Linked DNA regions of Zea mays: regions 1 and 2 are each linked to region 3. Evidence: chromatin contacts called from public Hi-C data. All regions are on one chromosome and are shown on one strand. Each heading gives the region's core, a stretch centred on a gene start, on an enhancer-like site or on the middle of the called end of the contact. The rest is flanking DNA. Distances are from core to core; before and after follow the strand shown.

Region 1 (3,376 bases), core at 44-2,543, 430 kb before region 3:
TAATTGAAACACTCTATATTAAGGTAGATAAATGATAAATCACATGGACAACTAGACTAGTCCTAGCGTATAGTAGTATCGTTTGACAAAGCTGACGATTAAAAGCATTATCCACAACACCACACGAGCACAATGGGGTTTGTTTATCTTTCAGCCCCTTATTGATCTTTGAAGACACATGCTTTGGTTCACTATACTAAATGATTCAAAAACAGTGCAATCGTGAAAACTCCTTGAAACACAAAAATCGAACCGAGGGGTAATACCACCTCCGTGATATCATATCAAGAAGAAAACATTTTCAAAGAGACTCAGAAAACAATAGAAACTCCTAAACTTCTCGAAGAGTGCTACTCAAACCATCTATCCAACTCAGCTACTTATATATATATATGTATATATTTCTTTTAAAATACTCGCTAACATGCAACATCGTTTTATTTCTAAAAAGTTATATGAAAAATGATGAAAAATATCAGATGCTTATGCAAATCACATGAATTTTTCCTTCCAATGCATATAGACCCGAATTTTGTTGTTTATATAAATATTTGCACAGAGTTTGCACCTCAACATTTGCAACAATATAGTTATGTATTTAGGGCATGTTTTGTTTCGTTAGTTCCTAGACTAAACTTTACTTTAAGGACTAAACTATACTCCTGTTTGGTTCTAGGAATTAAAGACCATTAAAACACATGAATAAAGACCAAAATATTCCTTTGGTGCAAGTAATGAATGAGGGGGTGCAAGTAATTAATGAGGGGCGCAGGCAATAATGAGGGCAAATGTTGTCTAGAATTAATACGCACTCAGTCCATTTTAGTTACCCCTCAAGGGACTAGAGACTATAGTGTGTTTGGAGTTTGTCAGTTTAGTCACTAAAAAGGACTAGACAGATGGACTAATTAAAGTTTAGTTTTATATATGGAACCAAACAATAGATGGGCAAAGAATATAGGATGATTGTGACTGTTGACAGTGAGATTATAGTGTTGATTTATATACTTCACTTCCTATTTAACACTTTCTTTCCGGGTGTCCAGAACAGACGACAAATCCTCCATCTATATTTCTCAAAAACCATATGAATGTAACCTGCAATTTCACAAATAAAAAAACAATGGTGATGCGTGGGAAAGCCCACCTATTGTCTTTATGTCGTAGTCCTTCATTGGCCACCTCTTCGCTACCATAACAAGGAACTGCAGTTGACGTGTGACCGCGACAGCAGGCCCTAGCAGTAATAGTAACTGTTGTGCACGTAAATTGTACATCGATTAAAATCCACCCCACGCCATGAAACATCTCAAAGGTCACATGTTGTACCGCAAGGCTTAGGATAAACAGTGTGTGCACATGTATCTAGTCTTGTCATTCTGAAGTAGTAGTACTTTGAATTTTAAAAAAAAATTAAAAACGACCAAAGAAGTTGTATCTATGCAACAAGGCATATTCGTACGTACCACACATCAATATCAATACGTACATTGAGCAGCGCACAGTGCCGAAGAACTGTGCGTTCTGCAGCCAGCCTATACACGAGCGTGATACCAGCTGCGCCTGCACACACCCCCACTTGAATGCAGTATATATAGCGCGGACCACCGAAGGAAACAACTCAATCTGCAGAAGAACGGAGAAATACATAGTTTTATGTTACACAAACCGACAACAATGTCAAATTATTACCTATACATGAATAATATGCTGGCACAAGATGTATATTTCTTCATTTCGTTGTTGAGAAGCACAAATGATTTATCAGTAGATTATTAGTACTCCGATCCCTTTCAAATGTTAGTAGTGGAAAAGATCTAAAAGGATAAAACGATATGGCATAAACAAAAAACAAGCAGCTGCTAGCTAGTGCTTAGTACACTCTTTCACTAAGCGAAATATCATCGGTGCCATATGTTATAAACAAAAAACAATGATTCAGAAGGTCTACTATATATCATGATACAAGCAACGCCTAGCAGTCATGTCCTATGCAATCAATCATATTAGTGCAAGCATATACAATCTAGCAACCTAGTGCATCCGATTAAAATTCAACAGTGGCTGCTATTTTATATTTAACCTCTTTCATCTAAAACCTAGTACCTATTTTATATTAACCCCTTTCATATGAAACCGTTGGATGGTTTAATAGCATGATTGCACCAAATAATAAGTGATTGCACAGGATATATCATTTTAATTAACATATATACATTAAGCTTTGTGTTGCTGTCATCTACCCATGGAAGTGTAACTTCTTCATTTGGTTCACTTCACAAAACCGCTGCAGCTTCTATCTTGAGTCGGAATAAGTTAGTTCTCAGCACGTTTGGTATAAGCCGAAAGTTGTTAATGCCTTGGCATTGGCCATGACCATTATTATAAATACTCAATCAACTCAGTTTTGCAAAGCCAGCTGACTGCTCAGATCAGGTTGAAGTTCCAAGCTGCCGTCCAAGGGTAAGTAATCCGACATACTCCTGTTATAGCTGCTCAAAAGGCATACAGCTGTCCAAGGGTATCCGGAAAAAAATAGCAGTACCATACATATCTGACCTGAGCAATGTAGTACCAGAGGTTTTTTCAGAACAAAAATAGCAGTACGATACATATCTGACCTGATGAATGTAGCACCATAGCTGAGCTCTGGAGTACATGGAACTGCATATGAATGCTGCTGGGCCTGTTCCTCGTATTGCAGTATATAGCTGACATAGTTTATAATTTATGTATCCCACTGGCAGTATGCCACACCTACCTCTTTCCTCTCTGTTCTTCTGTCCGCCCACAGCAAGGCTTCTGTTAAAACAAAGGTTATGTTCTTTTGGAACACGAAAATCTCAGACAATATTCTGTTCGTTCTGGTATGCAGAACTATTTATCATTGGATTAAGAAGAATATTATATAATATATTCACACCACTTGTTAGAAAATTCTATATCTTTGCAAATGCATATACATATTTTTTTGGTTTTTATAAAAATCACTTTTTACCAGATGAAGCTGTTAGTTAATTGATTATTGCTAATGGTTCATGTTACAGTTGGTAATCTAGTATTAAATTAATAGAAGCAAACCATGTACAAAAGAGTAAAGCATCCATAAGAAAATGTTATCGATGTGATATATGAGGGTGGATGTATCAACTATGTCAACATTTAGCACCATTGTTTATCCAATAGATCTAAAAAGATGCTAGGTAGGTTTTGTCAAGCTTCAACCATATATAAAGGTTAAATGACTATTCTAAGGGCAAAAAACTTGGCATAATACTACTTTCTTAACCCTGTAGCCAATCACTCGGCTCGTTTCAATGGATAATAATGGTTAATGAAGCCTTCCCCTTTGGCTATCTCCATCTACTTACTCATC
Region 2 (3,658 bases), core at 382-2,881, 500 kb before region 3:
ATACTGGCGAACACCTCGCATCGTCGCCAAATTGCACTGCCGGCGCCTGTACGTGAAAAGCAGCGGGCAGCGGCCAGCGGTGGCCTCTCCTCCTTCCACTCGATCACATGCATGTATACTGCCTGTGAAATGGACGCTGCAGCTGCGAATGTAAAGACGCGAGAGCTAGCCACAACTAGTGGCGCCGGCCGGGGATTCGTTCTTCGCGAGTGACTAGTAGCGTGAGCTAGCTAGCTGCTGCATGTGCTCAGCAGAGAGAGGGACCAGGAAAAAGGCGCCTCTAACTCCTGTCCTGCAAAGGTAATGTGCGCTGGTTTTGCCCCCGGGTGAATCCTGTGGATCGGTGAATGGTGACGACGGCCACGGCCTCGTTTAGTCCAGGCTGCCATCGAATTTGTGCTGCGCCCGTGATTTAGACCGCGTGAACGTACGAGACAGTAGCCTAGCTAGCTTGTCGCGGCACACAAAGCTTTATTAATTAGAATATGTGTTTTTTCTTTGGCATCTCATCTCTGCAGCAGTTAACCTTGACAAGACCACACACACGCATATATGTGTATGTGCTATTCATCGACTATTCGACTGGGCATTGTGCACTACGGATCATTGCGAGGACGAACAATCTACTACTCTATATGTGGCTACAACGAGACCCAGGAGATGGAGGAGCGCCGCTGCGGCCCCGTAGGCAGACGATAGGATCGCCAGGCTATGTGGTGATGGAGCGCGAGTAAAAAAGTTCGGGACCGACACCGACCTGCGAGCGGCAATCGAAGCCCAGCCATATACTCCAGCTCCACCTTTCGTCTCGACGATCAACTCACAGTTTTACAAACGGGCGGATGTGCGGTGTGTGCAAACGTGGAATAATATTATAATAATAATCACCGAATAAGAACTGTTACAGGCACTGACGATATAGGGGTGCGTGCGTGCGGTCCAAGCAACCGAGCACCGAGCAGGGGATTCTGACCGGTCGGTTCAGAGAGAGTTTTCTACTGGCCGGCCGGAACCGAAACGTAAGCTAGATTCTCTAGTAGTAGAATATTAACGTTAACCCGGTGGCGATGGCGTCACAAATTCCGTCTCCTTAGCATATGGCAATAGCCTTTATTTGGAGTGACCTACTATCCCAATAAGAAAAAGAAACCACCGTGTTTATGGCCGCTGTCTAGAGTCGGCCATGGCAACCCGGATGTCTCAAGTTATTCAGACCAGAGTAAAGTCGCTTGACCTGATTACCTGAATTTTAAGCCGATTTGTTTTCGAATTGGTTTTTGAACTGAAAAAACTTTGAGATGAACACAGAAACCCGAGAGAGAGAGAGAGAGAGAGAGAGAGTTCCTTAAACAACTTACGTCTAAGATGTCTACGTACTATCATATCGTATATGGATCGAGCTGAGTACATACGCATCGAATAAATCGTACTCCAACGGTCACGATCGCCGGCCGGACCATGCGGTGCGGCCCACACGGGCTTCAATCAAAGGGAGCTTCATCCAGCGGCCTTTCGCAGGCCTCGCGCACGCGTTTCGCGCGGCCGAAATCGATGGCCCCGCTCCGCTCTGGTTCACGTCACGTGAAGCCAGGTCGAACGGCCGTGTTCCAAGGCCACACGAAGCCCGCGTCTAACGGGCCCAGTTAAGCAAGCCGCACATGACGTTGTGGTTGTTGCCCTGCGCGCACGGCGGGACAGTTTGGTGGCCCGCCGTCAAGACGCAGCCCAGCCCGCTCATTGTTTCTCGGCACAGCCCAACCAGTTTTCTCCACGGTCCGAGCAACCGGTGCTTGTTCTTGTTCCGACGAAGAACACAAAACATTTATTTATTTTAGACAGCACAAGGAAGGTCTGATTTCAGCGATCCACGGCTATTGCAAAATCGGCTCCGGATTTTCACACATCTGTAACGAAGTGCTAAATACTGTACCCTCTAAATTCCAATGTTTATTTTTCTCTCTAAGTGCGTAGCTTTTGCGATGTATTGATGTAAAAATCAGTCGCACTAGCTAGGTCTAGATTGTCGTGGTGGTCGCTATGGATAAAAAAACACATCATATAACTATCGTACAAGCAGCTAGATTTACAAGTACAACCGTTTGATATGCCTTGATTTGTAAATAAACAAACCTTGTTTTGTACTAAAGAACCAACCTTTTTTGGTACCGCCGGCTTTTGCTAACCAATATTGGAGTATGCTGATTTGTTTCCAATATTGGAGTGCAAATGGGACTGCCAGTCTGCCACCAATTCAAGGGGCCAGACACCAATTTGACCTCATTCTAGGGGTTTGTTTGTCAAATCGAGCCTCATATAGAACCAACCCTTAAGAGGCCAAATAGATACAATGCCAAGTATCAGAATTCCTTGGCAAAGGTTATGTGCATGAATCTCTAAGTCCATGTGTTGTTCCTATGCTTTTGATTACAAATAAAGATGGATCTTTACTCATGTGCGTGGATTGTAGAGCAATTAATAACATCACAATCACATGATGTCACCGTACCCCTAGCTAGTCTAGATGATATGCATGTTGAATTGAGCGGCTCTTTGGTGTTCTCAAAATTTTATTTTGTGTAGTGGTTACCACTAGATTCACATGAAGTTAGGAGATGAATCAAAAATTGCATGTAAAACAATGTTCGGTCTATATGAGTTGCTAGTCACACCTTTTGGTCTCACTAATGCACCAAGCACATTCATGAGATTAATGAATGAAATTTTATATCCCTTCATTGGTAAATTTATGGTTGTATATTTTGATGTCATTCTAATATGTAGCAATTCATACAAGGAGCACAATGATCATTTGTGTGCCATATTGTTCACTTATTTGGAAACCTAAAAAAGTGCACCTTTTACACGACTCGAGTCTCTTTTTGTTGGCTATGTTTGTGACACCCTAGAGAATTAAAGTTGAGCAAGCCAGGATCAATGGCATACGAAGCTGGTTGGTTCCTACGATGATCACACAAGTGCGGAGTTTTCTTGGTCTTACACTCTTACTGGGTTCTAGTGCCATTCACTTATGATAAGGAACTCACCAAGAAAGGAGCAACATTCACTTGGGCTACACAGATAAGGTAACACATGCCCTTTGCTCCAACCTACAAATTTCAATAAAACTTTTGAGCTTGAATGTGATGCTAGTGGAATTGGATTGGATGGTGTGATACTTCAAGAAGGCAAATCGTTTGCTTAGTTTGGTGAGAAGTTGAGTGAACCTACCTAGAATTATTCAACTTATGATAAGGAAGTATTTGGTACCGTAAGAATTATTGATTTTATGATGAGGATACCCCTCTCAACAATACAACCCTTATTGCCCCTTCGCACCCTACAACATCTTTTACCATGGCCATGGGGCATCTCGTGCATTGCCCCCTGGGCACCTCGCTCATCAGCCCTTAGGGCACCTCTCGTGTCTTCCCCCTAGGGCACCTAACTCATCGACCCTTGGGGCACCTCTTGCATTGGCCTTGCACCTCTCACTCTGATCCTTGAGGTCATCGAACATCAGCCCCTAGGTCACCTAGCACCTCGACTCCTAGGTCACCTCTTTCCTTGGCCATTGGGGAACCTTATGCATGGGCCCTCATGGCACCTATTGTACTGGCCCCTATGAAACCTCTTGCCCCGACTCCTGGGGCACCTCGGG
Region 3 (3,647 bases), core at 1,110-3,609:
TACTTATGGATCCGGCTATTAGCGCTAACTAATAATTTTGCCCTCGAGATGGTTCGGTGTCAACGAATGGGACATGATCAACCCTGGCTGACCCCGTCCCTTGTTTTTTTGAGGGATGATCTCATCCACTATTTTTGAAGAATATTCTTTGACCCTGATTTTGGACCTCTAAACCAAACACGAGTTAAACTAAAATGATTCCATCACATCCATCTTCATCCTTACTCACCCCTCCACCCAAACACTACCTAAGAGGACTTGGTGGGGAGGCGTCGCGGAGTGAGACGGACGCCCCACGTACCGATCGTGTCAAGGTAACCGGTCCCGTCGACCTGTAATGTAAGCTTCTCGCGTCGTCGTCAGAGAAAACGATGCCTGCGAGGCGACCTACGAGGCACGTACTACTACTCGTACAACAAAGATCTATCAGCTGAGGCAGAGATCTCGAAAGGTACGGTGCAGGTTTCACCAGCCGGTCGAAAGGAACACCCAGTGAATTCCACGCTGGGGGACGAGAACGAGAGGATGCGTGGGGGCCCCTACCCTTCCACTGGAATGGCCACATGTTATTGTGGCTCGCTGACGCTGACGCTGACGCTGCCGCCCAGATGCAAAAATAATAATAATAAAACTACTATAAGGCTCCGGCCTCCGAGCAGAGCATACAGTCTGCTGCTAGATCTGGCAGGCAGCGAGCGGCATGGAACCCGAAGCCTGTCGCCCGCCGAGACGGTGGTCCTCTTCTCTCGATCGGGTCCGGGTCCGTGTCCGTCTGCGCTGTGCGTGCCTCCTCGCTCCTCCTCCTCCTCCTGGTGACCACGCGGGCGGGCGAACGACGAGGAAGGGGAGGGACAGGGACAGCCGCAACGACGCACGCGCGGAGACAGGCGTCGTCCGGAGTCGCTGCGGTTTCGGCAGGCGGTAGAGACGTAGACCCCATATACGATCGATCGAGACTGAGGTGAACAATAATGCGACGATTCAGAGCACCGCCACTATATGGGCCATCGCCAGACCGTATTGTTCGTCACTTGGCGAGCTGGCCAGAGAGAGAGAGAGATAGAGAGTCGTTCGAGAACTCGTTTTGTTGTTGTTGTTGTTGTTGTTGTTGTTATTATTGTTGATGATGCTGCGTGTGTTGTGGAATTAAGACCTTGCCGCGGTGTCGAGGGACAGGATGTCACAGGCTCACAGCGACGATGCACCACGAGGTAACCGCCGACTAGCAGACTTTGTAGGCGGCGACGCGCATCGGCGGCATGCCGCCCTTGGCGGTGTCTATGGCGTAGCTGAAGAGGCTGCGCAGGACACAAAGTTATCGGTGGTGATGTAGAGCCTGTGAGTGCATTGGCCCTCACTGTCGCGCGTCCGGTTAGCGTCCATCACGGCGGCGGGTTGCTGAGCAGCATGTCCCTGTTGAAGAATCCGGCGCCGATAAGCTTGTGGTTGCAACGCCGTGTTTTTGGAGGAGCGTTTCCCAGCGGGGGATAGCACTAGGCATCATCGTTTTGATCTTGCACGGGCATATTTTTTTTACTAGTATTTAATAGTTCTCAACCAACGAGAATGACAACTGCAGAGAGAGTACATGCAGACCCGTCTCGTCTTTCAAACCTGAACTGTGGTCACTGCGCAGTTTTTGTTGATGCATTGCACTGCCTGCGTTTGCGTTCGCATGGTCCCGGACCCGGATGAGAAGGGAAGGGAAGGGAAGGAAGGGGGGGCTAACCTAGCCAGCCTAGCGAGAACCACCGGGCAGCAGGATGGAACACGTACGGCGTACCTACCCGTCGCCTCCTGCGCCTCACGGGCGGGCGGGCGGGCTGGGCCCATGCCTCGTGGTCGTGCTGCTCCTGTTGAGAACGTCCGGCCGGCCGGCCCAGTGCGTCCCGCATGATGTTGTCTGTCTGTTCACTTCACGGCTTCAGTTTCGGTGGTGTGTACCTGGTGCTCATCTTTTTCTGGACTCAGGGATATATGATTGTGATCGCACAGAGAAATTCCACGGTACTCGTTGCCCCAAATAATATAAGGCCCTATGTGTGGCCGGCCCCCTGGCAACAACAACAACAATAAAAAAACTCGACGAATATCTTGCGTAGGATTCACAAAAATACTTTTTTTTCTAAAGGGAAATATATATTTACCGAATACTCTGAGAAAAGTACTCGCAGCTTTGCCAACGGCCATTGTGTTCGGTTGATGCCGGAACCTTCCTATCCTGCTGCCCCGCTCGTCGTCGTGCAAGGGGGGCTGTTTTCTTCGCGAAAAAAGGGGTCGGGCTCCGGGTCCCGATCAACGATTAGTTTACGACCACGCACGCACGTACGGCGCGGCGCCCTCCTCCCTCCGTTGGCTAGGGGGCCAGGGCCCAGGGCGGAGTGGTAGTGGAAGCCAAGTCAAAGGACCGCTCCTCCACACCGTGCGGCTGAGGATCGCTTTTTCATTTCCGAGCAACAATGATAGAGAAACGCATTCGGCGCCGGTTGGCCGGTCCCGTCCACGTCGTCGTCGAGGAGCAGCACTGGGCTGGGGGAAGGACGGCGGCACTGCCGTGTTGCCTCGCCCGTGTCGCCCGGCCCCGTACCGGTCAAACCAGCGGCTGTTTCTCGCTGCTGCCAATGATTCCTCCGAGTCCAGGCCACAAACTTTTTTCACGGAGCAACCAGTGATTCTCACGGCGGCTAGCTACTCTGTTCGCCGTGGTGAAACTGTTTGGTTTGATGCTTAAGACGCCACAAGGTGTCTAACCTTTTCATCCAACATTAGCTTTTCGATCTATGTAAGGTACGACGCCTTATGCGTAAACCAAAGAGGCCCGTCTTCCTTCTCGCAGGGCGTCAAATTGTTAGGCCTCGTGCGATATGACGACACGGCGTCGCGCTTAGAACCAGCAAGGGGAATAGAATCTTTGCAAGCTGCACATCCCAGTACTGGGTCCGCACAACATGCAACGTCCAGTGTCCGTAGCTCGCTAGCATTAGGTGAGTTCCACACAATCAGGGTAACGAGCTTAGGTTGGAGCCCGTTAGCGCTCCTGTATATGGCCCAAAACTAACCCAACAGCCTATGCGTAACAACAGCAATCACCGGATCACCCATCCATTGAAACAGGAACTAGCCTCAGCCCTCAGGACCACTTGCACATCCACGCACTGGACGAGGTACCTCTTGTTAAGCAATCCATCAACATACGATTAGGGACGCGTCATTTGACGCAGACAGCCGCTACTATAATACAGGAAATTTCAGTGACGCTGACAGCAACTAGCAAACAACCGAAACTGAAAGGGCTGAAAGGTTCAGCCGGCGAAGCGACTGCGCGTCAGCACATGGCCGCCTAACAGCCTCCACGAGCGACCTCACTGGTGGCAGCCGTTTTCAGAGCGAGCCCGCAAAAAAGCTGCCGCTCAGAACGGCAAGGAGAGATGGGTACAGGTAAGCATGGCAGAAAAAGTTCGATTGGCAAAGCGTCTGAACAAATAATTGGCGAAACTATATTATACATGGTGGGGATGGCGGACACCCGTAAACTGCTTTCCGGTTCCCAAAAAACCTTCTTTATTTTGCTTTTCCAAAACTTTGGGTGGGGAGAGAAACCGCTAAATTGACCCTTAACCTGATCTCAGTGTTGAAATCCGTTCCCA

Evidence for each region. A called contact is a pair of places that touch in the nucleus more often than the background predicts.
Region 1: a Hi-C map of ear shows a contact between it and region 3, with 2.1 times the contacts expected there. The contact joins two enhancer-like sites. A contact is called at or near these places in 2 of 25 Hi-C or Micro-C datasets (ear and tassel).
Region 2: a contact with region 3 is called in a Hi-C map of bundle sheath, with 2.9 times the contacts expected there. The contact joins two enhancer-like sites. A contact is called at or near these places in 2 of 25 Hi-C or Micro-C datasets (bundle sheath and tassel).

The regions. Positions count from the first base shown.
Region 1 is chr1:272,334,243-272,337,618 of Zm-B73-REFERENCE-NAM-5.0, forward strand. It overlaps LOC103643876 (a long non-coding RNA gene), which reads right to left. Exons shown (of 4, transcript XR_561348.3): 4 at 1,336-2,802. Among protein-coding and RNA genes, the nearest start is that of LOC103643875, 5.1 kb to the left of the region's middle. Within about 2 kb of position 1,294, at least 3 of the 20 cell types and tissues checked have an H3K27ac peak or open chromatin away from gene starts, as enhancers often do. A contact at or near this core is called in ear, where this site is marked.
Region 2 is chr1:272,260,725-272,264,382 of Zm-B73-REFERENCE-NAM-5.0, forward strand. No RefSeq gene overlaps it. Among protein-coding and RNA genes, the nearest start is that of LOC111590722, 5.4 kb to the right of the region's middle. Within about 2 kb of position 1,632, at least 17 of the 20 cell types and tissues checked have an H3K27ac peak or open chromatin away from gene starts, as enhancers often do. A contact at or near this core is called in bundle sheath and tassel, where this site is marked.
Region 3 is chr1:272,760,147-272,763,793 of Zm-B73-REFERENCE-NAM-5.0, forward strand. LOC100285985 reads right to left here. Exons shown (of 13, transcript NM_001158873.1): 13 at 3,466-3,647. Among protein-coding and RNA genes, the nearest start is that of LOC103645564, 8.4 kb to the left of the region's middle. Within about 2 kb of position 2,360, at least 19 of the 20 cell types and tissues checked have an H3K27ac peak or open chromatin away from gene starts, as enhancers often do. A contact at or near this core is called in bundle sheath, ear and tassel, where this site is marked.